Linked DNA regions of Mus musculus: all the other regions are linked to region 3. A link is a contact called in public HiChIP or PLAC-seq data. All regions are on one chromosome and are shown on one strand. Each heading gives the region's core, a stretch centred on a gene start, on an enhancer-like site or on the middle of the called end of the contact. The rest is flanking DNA. Distances are from core to core; before and after follow the strand shown.

What was found. HiChIP or PLAC-seq counts read pairs in DNA pulled down with a chosen protein or histone mark.
Region 1: a contact with region 3 is called in an H3K27ac HiChIP or PLAC-seq map of microglia, with 4 times the contacts expected there. The contact joins the promoter of Rhpn1 here to the promoter of Gpaa1 in region 3. A contact is called at or near these places in 2 of 115 datasets of contacts at active chromatin or transcription factors (microglia and pancreatic cancer cells) and 1 of 9 other capture datasets (embryonic stem cells).
Region 2: an H3K4me3 HiChIP or PLAC-seq map of the SCID.adh cell line shows a contact between it and region 3, with 11 read pairs. The contact joins the promoter of Zfp647 here to the promoter of Gpaa1 in region 3. A contact is called at or near these places in 2 of 39 promoter capture datasets (the C10 cell line and cranial neural crest) and 1 of 115 datasets of contacts at active chromatin or transcription factors (the SCID.adh cell line).

The regions. Positions count from the first base shown.
Region 1 is chr15:75,703,001-75,706,254 of GRCm38.p6, forward strand. It overlaps Rhpn1 (rhophilin, Rho GTPase binding protein 1), which reads left to right and starts at 1,288. Exons shown (of 15, transcript NM_001163465.1): 1 at 1,288-1,474. The coding sequence starts at 1,394.
Region 2 is chr15:76,923,597-76,927,050 of GRCm38.p6, forward strand. It overlaps Zfp647 (zinc finger protein 647), which reads right to left and starts at 1,852. Exons shown (of 5, transcript NM_172817.3): 1 at 1,780-1,852.
Region 3 is chr15:76,329,767-76,332,834 of GRCm38.p6, forward strand. It overlaps Gpaa1 (GPI anchor attachment protein 1), which reads left to right and starts at 1,528. Exons shown (of 12, transcript NM_010331.2): 1 at 1,528-1,697; 2 at 2,130-2,309; 3 at 2,394-2,505; 4 at 2,718-2,865; 5 at 2,944-3,045. The coding sequence starts at 1,624. It overlaps Exosc4 (exosome component 4), which reads left to right. Exons shown (of 3, transcript NM_175399.4): 3 at 1-904. It also overlaps a transcript of Oplah not described here.

The DNA.
Region 1 (3,254 bases), core at 38-2,537, 630 kb before region 3:
ACAGGATTCTGAAGACACAGAAGTCTGAATTCAGGGGTGCCTATGCAGGAGGGTGACAGCTGTGCTAGGTGACAGCACATGTGGTCTCTGTTTAGTTCTAAGGTGATGACCACACCTAGGCAGCATAAGAGCCCGGAGATGGAGGAGGCTGCTCATGAGGATGTCAGTGGAGGAAGAAGTGAAATTAGGTGACACTCCACAGGAAGATACTAGAGGAAAGAAAAGGAAAGAAAGGAGGGGAGGGGAGGGGAGGGGAGGGGAGGGGAGGGGAGGGGAGGGGAGGGGAGGGGAGGGGAGGGGAGGGGAGGGGAGGGGAGGGGAGGGGACAATGCTGCCCTGGGATCAAAAATGCCAGGAAGTTTGGAGAGGCTAGCGGGGCAGATGAGAGAAGCATTTCTGGCGGGGGCCCACTGTCCAGGGACATCCAAGAGCTTAGCCGAGCAAATTTAGATCTGGGGATGACAGAGCCAGGTGTGTGTGAGGGGGATGGGGCGTAGAGACTGAGTCGCTGACTCAGTCAGGGCAAGCAGTGACCAGGGTGGCGGGCAGCGTGGAGGAGGCTGACCTTTGGAGCAGCTTGACAAAGGGCTAGCCACTCATTTCTAGGCTGTGTTCTCAGCTCATCTAGTGTGAGCCAGCCCACATGAATTTGAGAAGTGCTTCGGAGTAAGCCCTGCAAGGAGCTCGAGTTCTGGAAAAAGTCCAATTCTTAAAACCAATTCGGGTTCTGGAAGGCGATCCGGTTCTGGAAGCACAAGGAGGTCAAGGAGAATGTAGGCTCTGGAAACAAAATGCATAACCAGGTCCCGGAGGCGAGGTTTCTGGGGGCGGTTCTGGAAGCAAGGGGACCGCAGCGGCGCTTTGCCTCTTAGTGCCGGGAAGAAAGCAGGCATTGTTTTAGAATCAGCACAAGCACTTGTCTCTAACAAACCGTTTAAAAAACCCCATTGTAAACATTTTTGGAGCAATCCTGGAGGGTCCCGTTGCCGGGGTGACGAGATAAAGCCTTGAAGTCCCTGCAGAGGCTGCAGCGGCTCTTGGTCGCCGCCCCCAGTTCTGCTTGTCTTTTCCTAACTTTCTCCGCACGCCTAACACCTAGCGTTGCGCATGCGTACCCTGATCGGCGAGCGGCCCTGGTTGCTAAGAGTTACCAGATCCCTTACCTGGAGCCCGCCTTTCTCTCACTCTGGTTGGTAGTAGTTTCTATCCATCGGAGTAGCCCTCACCTCTGATTGGACAACATCAAGTTTTGCAGGCGGGGCCCGCGCTCTGCCGCACCGGTCAGTCGGACCCTCCAGGAGGGGGACAGTCGGAGCAGCGCGGCTGATCCTCCCTGGAGCGCGAGGGGCCTGCTGCTCGCAGCCTCTCGGAGTCAGCGTCCGAGCGAGCAGCGATGATCCTTGAGGAGAGGCCAGATGGCCAGGGCACTGGCGAGGAAAGCTCTCGGCCGCAGGACGACGGCAGCATCCGCAAGGTGGGGGCTGAGCAGGGATATGGGTCTTCAGCCTCCTGCCCCGCGCTGTGCAGTGCGGCCTTCCCGGCCTTTCCTTCCTGGGACCCGCTCCCCTGAATGCCAGGTGGGGATACTGAGGTCCCAAGGAGAGACCAGAGCCGGTGTTCCAGCCCGATGGGAGTAACACTGGAGCAGTCACGGTCTAGATGGTTCCCCTGAAGCTAGAGAACCCCTTGGGTCTCAGAACCAAGAAGTTGGTTCTGATGGGTGACAACCCCCACTCCCTCACCTCCACAAGCAAGCACGTGTTTTTTTCTGACGTCTAGAAAGCCTCCTTCTCTAACAGTGTCTTCTGCGTGCCCCGCTGTAGGAGTCAGTGTCCATTAGTGGTTAGATTGTGACAGCAGACAGCAAAAACCTTCGGAACTTCACGGGGAAGCCTGACTACTTTTCCCCAACATACATCCCCTCCAAAGCTCCTGAGTCTGGAGATGAGGGTGCCTGGGCTTCCAGGAACACAGGGGTGAAGTGGAAACTAGTTTGCTCTTTGCCTAAGGGATATTATGTTAACCTTCTCTGCTTCTCCGGTCTGGGTATTTCCTAGGGGTCAGTGAGTGTTTGGGTTTCTTAGTATGTGTGTAGGCTCTGGGGTACTCCTGCCCATCCCCAGGGGCTGCTAAGCAGAAGCTGCTGTCACAACACTCCCGGGTGTTCCCATGGCTCTTTGCCCACCTTCCTTCCTGGTGTCAGATTGTACTTTGTTGCTGGCTGATTCTATCCAGTGTGTGTGTGTGTGTGTGTGTGTATCAGGTCTCCTGGAGGAGAGGGAGGAGAGGGAGAGGAAGAGGAAGAGAGGAAGGCACTGGGACTTGGACAGAACCCTCAAGGGCTCCATCCTAACCAGGCATGCCTGATACCACAGTGACTAGCTCAAACTGGGGAGGGGTTAGATTGGAGAGAGGGAAGGAGGGAGGGAGGGAGACGGAGTCAGCCTGCAACATGTTCTCCAGGAACTCTTCTTCCTAGGGTGGCCATGCCTTTCAGGTGCCCTGTGGAGGAAGTGCATGTTGCATTGGTCAGCCTCCCTGTGGATAGTGTGGGACTCCCCCACCCTGAGCTGACTCAGTAAGAGAAGCCTGGGAAGGCTTAGGATTGCTCTGTTCCTTCTTTCTATTCCCAGGCCTGTGTGGGGATAACTGTGTCCCCCCGCCCCCCACCTTTTGCTAATCCTTGAGGACCAGCCCAGTACAGGTCACTGGGTCTTTGAGTGGGAGGTTTTGTTTCTCTGACCCCCATGCCTTTCCTCCCTGGTCGTGGCCAGGCCCTGTTCTGGTTTGGCCACTGCTGCTGCGATGTCTGTACTGATGGCAAGTTCTCCCAGAGTTAGACAAGAGTAGCCACCATGGAGGTCAGCCATGGTTAGACGGCCTTTGTTTCCAGAGGGTGGGGAGATCATACCGGGATAGAGAGAGATGGTTACTTAGCACCTGTGCCCTCCCTGCTGAGCACTTCCTTCAGCCCAGTGTGGAAAACTGGGTGTGGGCTATCAGCTTCCAGAATCCATCCAGCCCAGCTTATCTTGCCTTTCCACCAAAACAGGTTAGGAAGCTGGCTTGGCCTCCATAAGTGAACCAAGGTTAAAAAGGGCAAGAACAGGCCCAGGGTCTGGGGCTGGTGAAACCTCAGAGTGGCTAGCTGCTGCAGCTCCCTAGCAGGTGGGGGAGGGACTGAGGCTATCGGCCATAAATAAGCTTAGAACCTTGTAGTAGGGTCTTGGGGAAAAGATGTGTGCCGTTTTCTT
Region 2 (3,454 bases), core at 602-3,101, 590 kb after region 3:
AGAAAAATAATCTTGAAGTAAGGAAGCCCCTTAAAACACAGCAAGAAGCCAAAATACTGTAATGGGAAATATTTTGCCCATAAAACAAAACCAATACCAAGATCCTTCTAGTTGTAAAATAAGTAAATAAAATCAAAGAAGACACTTTCTCAATGGAGTAAAAAACAGACAAACAAACAAGAAAGCAAAAAAAAAAAAAAAAAAAAAACCCATAGGGAAGTGTGTTTTTAACATACAGAAAAAGAATACAAGCTGGTGGTCAATCTGACCAGGAATGCAAACAGCTAAAAGACAAACGCAGAGGTGGAAATTGAAACATCTGTATGGCAAGAAAGCCCCAGGGACTGGTCACCTATATGGTGGTAAGGTGGCTTATTAGCTCTAACCTGTTAGTCCCATTCCACTTCTCTGTGTCCCCTACAAGGAAATCCCCAGTGTGCAAAATATCAGAACTAATGTCCACCCAGCTTTAAGTATCTCTATAGTGGAGCTCAGGGGAACCTTCCTTTTATGTTAGTGACAGGAATGTCCACACGCATTAGTAGGAGTGCCTGATTCCAATCATTCTAGAGAGCTCCACAGGAAACTGCTTCTAGTGTCACTATGCATTCACTATGTCAGGATGCTAGGCAGAGTAACATTTAAAAGAACTACTGTGGGCTGGGGAGATGGGCCAGTGGGCATGACATCCAATGTCCTTCTCTGGCCTTAGAGAATACAGCTGTGCCCATACTTCATCGCCCACATACAAGGGAGCTATTATTGTATACAATTTTCCTGTGTGTGCGTGCGTACCTACACATCAGCAAGCACATAGAGGCCAGCAGACAACCTTAGGTGTTATTCCTTAGAAACCTTTCACCATTGGGGGGGGGGGGGGCGGGGGCGGGGAAATACGGTCTCTTACTGGCCTGGAACTCACCAAGTAAGCTACTAAGCGGCAGAGATGGGGATGGCAGCACTCATCAGCACATCCAGATTCAGGTGTCTAACTGAGCCATACATGTGGAGGCTGGAGGGATGGCTCAGCGGTTAAGAGCACACGTTTTTTTCCCCCGTCTAGGACCCACACTTGATTCCCAGCACCCACATGGCGGCTCACAGCCAATTCCAGGGAACCCGATGCCCTCTTCTGGCCTCCGTTGGCACCAGGCATGCACATGATATACAGTACAGATACACACGCAGGCAAAGCACATAAATACATATAAAAAAATTAAACAAGAAAATGCCACGTTAGAGAAGTTGTCATCCATTAAAAGGGGCCTTTGCAAAGTAACAAGAGAGCAACAGCAGAAAAATAAAACAAATCCAAGAAGAAGCTGGGCTAATGGGGAGCAGAGCGGAGCACCTTCAGTTTGACAAGAAATGTCCTTCGCTGCTGAGGATGCATGGGACTTAAAATGCTGTATGGTGGCCCTGACTGTAGTCCGGGTTATGGGAGAGGATCGTGCGAACCCAGGACTTCCAGGGCAGTCTGGGACGCGGTTATTTCACCAGACAAAACCTCATCCACTGCCCAAGCCAAACCAAATTAACCAACCAGTAGGAAACCGTATGCACATCAGAACCGTCTGAACTCCGGACCGGGCTAGCGGGAGCCACCGCGAAGGGTCCCGGGGAGGGGCCTGGAGGGTTCGAGGGACCGGAGGGTGCAGCCTGGGTCAGCAGCCCGGCCGCAGCCATCCATCGGGGGGAAGGGCTGGCATACGCGAGGGCGCGGAGCTTTGGGTGCGGATGAAGGAGAGGGTCCCGCGCAGCCGACAGAGCGCCACTCACCATCTGCCGCAACCTCTCGCCCTGTGGCGGCAGCTTCGGCTCCCTAAGACAAAGGGGCCGTCCCGCCCCGTCTGCGCAGTCGTCAATCTCAGGGGACCCCGCCCCTAGGTCCCCACCCCCAACCCCCACCCCAAGTCCCGGACCGGGACGCGGGAGGATCGGATGGCCGTCCGCCTCCAGCTCTTCTTGCAGGACTTGATGCCCTGCGCCCCGGGGCCACCGAGAGCGTAGGCCTCCGCTGTGCCTAGAGAGACCGCGTGCTGACCCGGACCGCGCCTGCTCTTTGAGGCTGTAGCGGAAGCGGCGGCCGCAGTCCCTACAAATCCGAGTGCCTCCCGGCCTCGCCCCCTCCCTGCCGCCCCTCTTCTCCCGAGGGCCTTCGGTCACTTCCGCCAAGATCTGTGCTTGCCCTCTAGCGATTTCCCTGGTGGCCAGGCAGCCTGGACCACTGGTCTCGAGACCCATCAGGCTGACTCGGGCTGCTTGGGTTTAGTTTACAGTGTAGTGTGTGTTCAACTTCTTAAGGGACGGCCAGTCTGTCTTGTGTCCTCATCAACACATTCCCTAGACTAGCAGTGTATGACAGTTCCAATTGTTGTTTGTATTTGCCCACACTTGGTGTAAGCAGGCTTTTAGAAATTTAGTTATTCGGGGCTGGAGAGAGGCTCAGCGGTTAAGAGCATTAACTGCTCTTCTAGAGGTCCTGAGTTCAATTCCCAGCAACCTCATGGTGGCTCACAACCATCTGTAATGGGATCTGATGCCCTCTGCTGGTGTGTCTGAAGACAACTACAGTGTACTCACATACATGAAATAAATCTTTAAAAAAAATTGAGTTATTCCAGGGCTAGAGGAATGTACAACAGACTGGGTGTTTGACAAACGTGCACGAGGCTGAGTTTAATCACTCGTATCCATGTGAAAAGGCTGGGTGTAATAGTGCTTGCTTAGAACCCCAGCACAGGGGAGGCGGAACAAGGCCGAGCTGTGTAGGGCTCTCTGGCCAGCCAGTCTAGAGTCACTGGCAAGCTTCAGGTTCTGACCTGTTGAGAAGCCCTTTCAAAAGATAAAACAACAAAATACCGTGGTGCGCAGCTCCTCAGACTGACCCTTAGTGGCCCTGTATGCACACATATTCTCTGCTGGAAATTAAAGTCAGGGACTCTAGTATAAGCATATAGTATCTCAGTAGCACTCGATCCTACCCTCCGTTATGGCTTCAATTTTTATTTCTCTAATTGTAGTGGTTACGTGTCTTCTGTTACAAAATACTGGCAGAGGCAGAGGAGGCAGAGGCAGAGTCAGAGGGCCAATCTCTGTGAGTTTGGGGCCAGCCTGGTCTATAGAACAAATTCCAGGACAGCTGAGGCTACACACAAAGCATGGGGCTGGAGGAGGAAATGTCTGGGAGATAGGGAGCAAGAACAGCTCTTGTGGATCAGGGTGATGGAGCCTCCAGGTTTTTGTTCTTGGATTTTTAAAGTGTGTGTGCCCCAGAGGGGGCCAGGTTTTTTTGTTTTTGTTTTTTCGAGACAGGATTTCTCTGTATATCACTGGCTGTCCTGGAACTCACTTTGTAGACCAGGCTGACCTCGAACTCAGAAATCCACCTGCCTCTGCCTCCCAAGTGCCTGGCTGTTTTTTTTTTTTTTAAAGATTTATTATTTATTATATA
Region 3 (3,068 bases), core at 278-2,777:
CTTACTGTACAGCACTTAAAAGCTGCTCAGGGCCCTACAGCGCAGTTTATAGTGCAGTCCCTAAGTGGAGAGAGCACTTGTGCTAGGAAGAGCAAGGGTGCACCTGTTGTGCCTGCCCAGATATTAGGGTCCGCAAAGACCCCTGGGAGTATGAATCTGCATGCGAATTCAGACTTTCTTCACCCTTAAGCTTGGACCTCAGACTCCTCCAACACACCAGATTTGTGCTGAGAGCCCTGAGCCTCAATTAGGCAGGGTTTTTATACTAGTTTGATCAGGGAGCAGGGGTCTCCTGCCTGTCAGTTGCCTTATTTCGCAAAGTTATCTTTTTTTTTTTCCTGTTTTTTTGAGACAGGGTTTCTCTGTGTAGCCCTGGCTGTCCTGGAACTCACTCTGTAGACCAGGCCTGCCTCTGCCTCCTGAGTGCTGGGATTAAAGGCGTGTGCCACCACCGCCCGGCACAAAGAGGTATCTCGATGCACAGGGTTTGGTCAGTGATGAGCAATTTATCTGTAACCGTTGCAATGGTAGGCACTTTCCCTCTATTTCCCTGATTGGCTCTGGCCCAGGGCAGTTTCTTCTTGGACTTGTCGGTGGTATTTCTATTAACCACAGTTCAAACCGGGGACCAACAAACTCAAGTTGGAATCAGCTTACAAATTGGAGTTTCCCCCTTCGCCTATGTTGGTCACTCAAGTCCTCCAGCTAAGGAGTGTGCCATGCTTACACAGCCCATCAGGGACAGGAGCACAAGGCCGAGGTTGCACTCAGCTGGCTATGGGTGTCCATCATTAAGAGATGACATTATGACGTAACGGCAAAATTAGCTATTCAGAATCAGCCAAATAATTTTATGTTTGAGGATCATCACAACATGAGGAACGGTATTAAAGGTCAGAATGTTAAGAACCACTGGACTAATGTCTTCTTTCCTTGGGCCTTTCCTCCCGCTTACTTTGGGCTCTAGGAGGATAGCCACCTTTTGTTGCTTCTTGGCCATCTATCCTTAGGCCCTTACCCCTGCAACCTTTTAGAGAAACTACCTTCATCGCCACCACCACCCATCTCCTCTGGCCACCAACTCGCCCACTGTGCCAGTGAGCCCACTGTCTTAAGGTTCATGACATCCACAGAAATGATTTAGCGTCGAATCCTCAGTTCACACGGGTCCCTCAAGTCATAGCTACAACACTGTCATTCAGTATCTCACTTCAGCAGGCATCAGTCTTTTCTCGTCGTTCTAGCTCTCTACCCACCTGCGTTACACTCCCGAGAACCTTTAGGCAGGCACACTGTCGCTGCTCTGTCGTGAGATCCGCCAGCGTCCCGCCTTCCAGCTGCTCGCCCGCAGCTTCACAGCCCCAGGTTCCAGTTCCGCCCACTGGCCATGACTGCATCCCGTACTTCTCCAGCCTACCTCAGTTTTGAGCACGCGCAGAGCTGGCGACCTCAGTTGTGAGCATGCGCACAATCTGGTTTCCCAACTCCGTCTGCCGCTACCAAGAGTAGTGGCGCGATGGATCCTGGGACCGGAAATTAAGGCAGCACCGGGCGCCGGGTCCGACAGGAACCCTGCTCTTGGAGGTGTCAAGCTGCCGCGAGAGCAGAGCCCCGCGCCCCGCCATGGGTCTCCTGTCGGACCCGGTGCGCCGGCGCGCGCTCGCCCGCATCGTCTTGCGCCTTAACACACCTCTCTGGTGAGGGCGGGCACAGGGGGCGGGACTGGCGGGAACTTGAGCTGCTGTGGCTCCACACGCGCCTACTGCTCCAGGGTCTGCGACCTCTTTGCAAGTGTCACTCAGACACTGAGCTTAGAGCTCTGGTCCCTATCCATCGCTGATCTAGGGTCTTAGATCTTTTTTCCTTTCCGGAGGCAGGATTTCTCTGTGCAGCCCTGGTTGTCCTGGAACTTATTCTGTAGACCAGACTAGCCTCGAACTCAGATCCGCCTGTACCTGCCTCTGCCCCCTGAATGCTGGGATTAACAGCGTGTGCTGCCACTGCCCGGCTTTGGCTCCGGGTTCTTAATGGCTTGGACCATCCCGCTGGACCCTCTGGGTCATGGTGGAAGCCACGAGCTAGCGTTCCAGGTCGGGCTAATTCCGAGCCCACTCTGTACTCTCTCGCAGTGTGCTGAGCTACGTGGCCGGGATCGCCTGGTTTCTGGCGCTGGCTTTTCCGCCGTTAACCCAGCGCACTTACATGTCTGAGAATGCCATGGGCTCCACCATGGTGGAGGAACAGTTTGTAGGTGGAGACCGCGCTCGGAGCTTTGCCCGGGACTTCGCTGCCCACCGCAAGAAGCCGGGGTGAGTGCCTAGCAGCGGGCTGGGGATTTCAGGGGCGGCCGAGACCAGGGAGCTCTACTTAGAGGCTATCTTTTGTGTCTCCAGGGCTCTGCCAGTAGCCTGGCTGGAACGGTCCATGCGATCCGTAGGGCTGGAGGTCTACACCCAGAGCTTCTCCCGCAAACTACCCTTCCCGGATGAGACCCACGAGCGCTATGTATTGAGGGAAAGGGGTGTGCCTGGGAGAAAAGCACATTGGAAGGGTGGCCTGGGTTGGGTGTCTTGTTGAAGTGCCCTGAAACCAAGAAACTCTGGGAGGGATGGTCTGAAGAACTTTAGTGGTGGGCATTGAAGTGCCAGGAAAAAAGACAGGCTTCAGGCTGTCCGCTGGAGGGTCTGCTGAGGCTTTCCCATCAACTCTTTGTGCAGATGGTGTCAGGTACCAACGTGTATGGCATCCTGCGGGCCCCACGTTCTGCCAGTACCGAGTCCCTGGTGCTTACTGTACCCTGTGGTCCAGATGCCACCAATAGCCAGGCTGTGGGGTTGTTGTTGGCACTTGCTGCCCATTTCCGAGGTGAGGCTCTGGGGCTCTGGTCCGGGAGGATTTGACCAATGCCCCAGGCCCTTTGCTGACCCTGCCTTTGGCTTCCAGGGCAGATTTACTGGGCCAAAGATATCATTTTCCTGGTAACAGACCATGATCTTCTGGGCACCGAGGCTTGGCTCGAAGCCTACCATGACATTAATGTTACAGGTAGGTGTAGCCCTAGTCTTGCT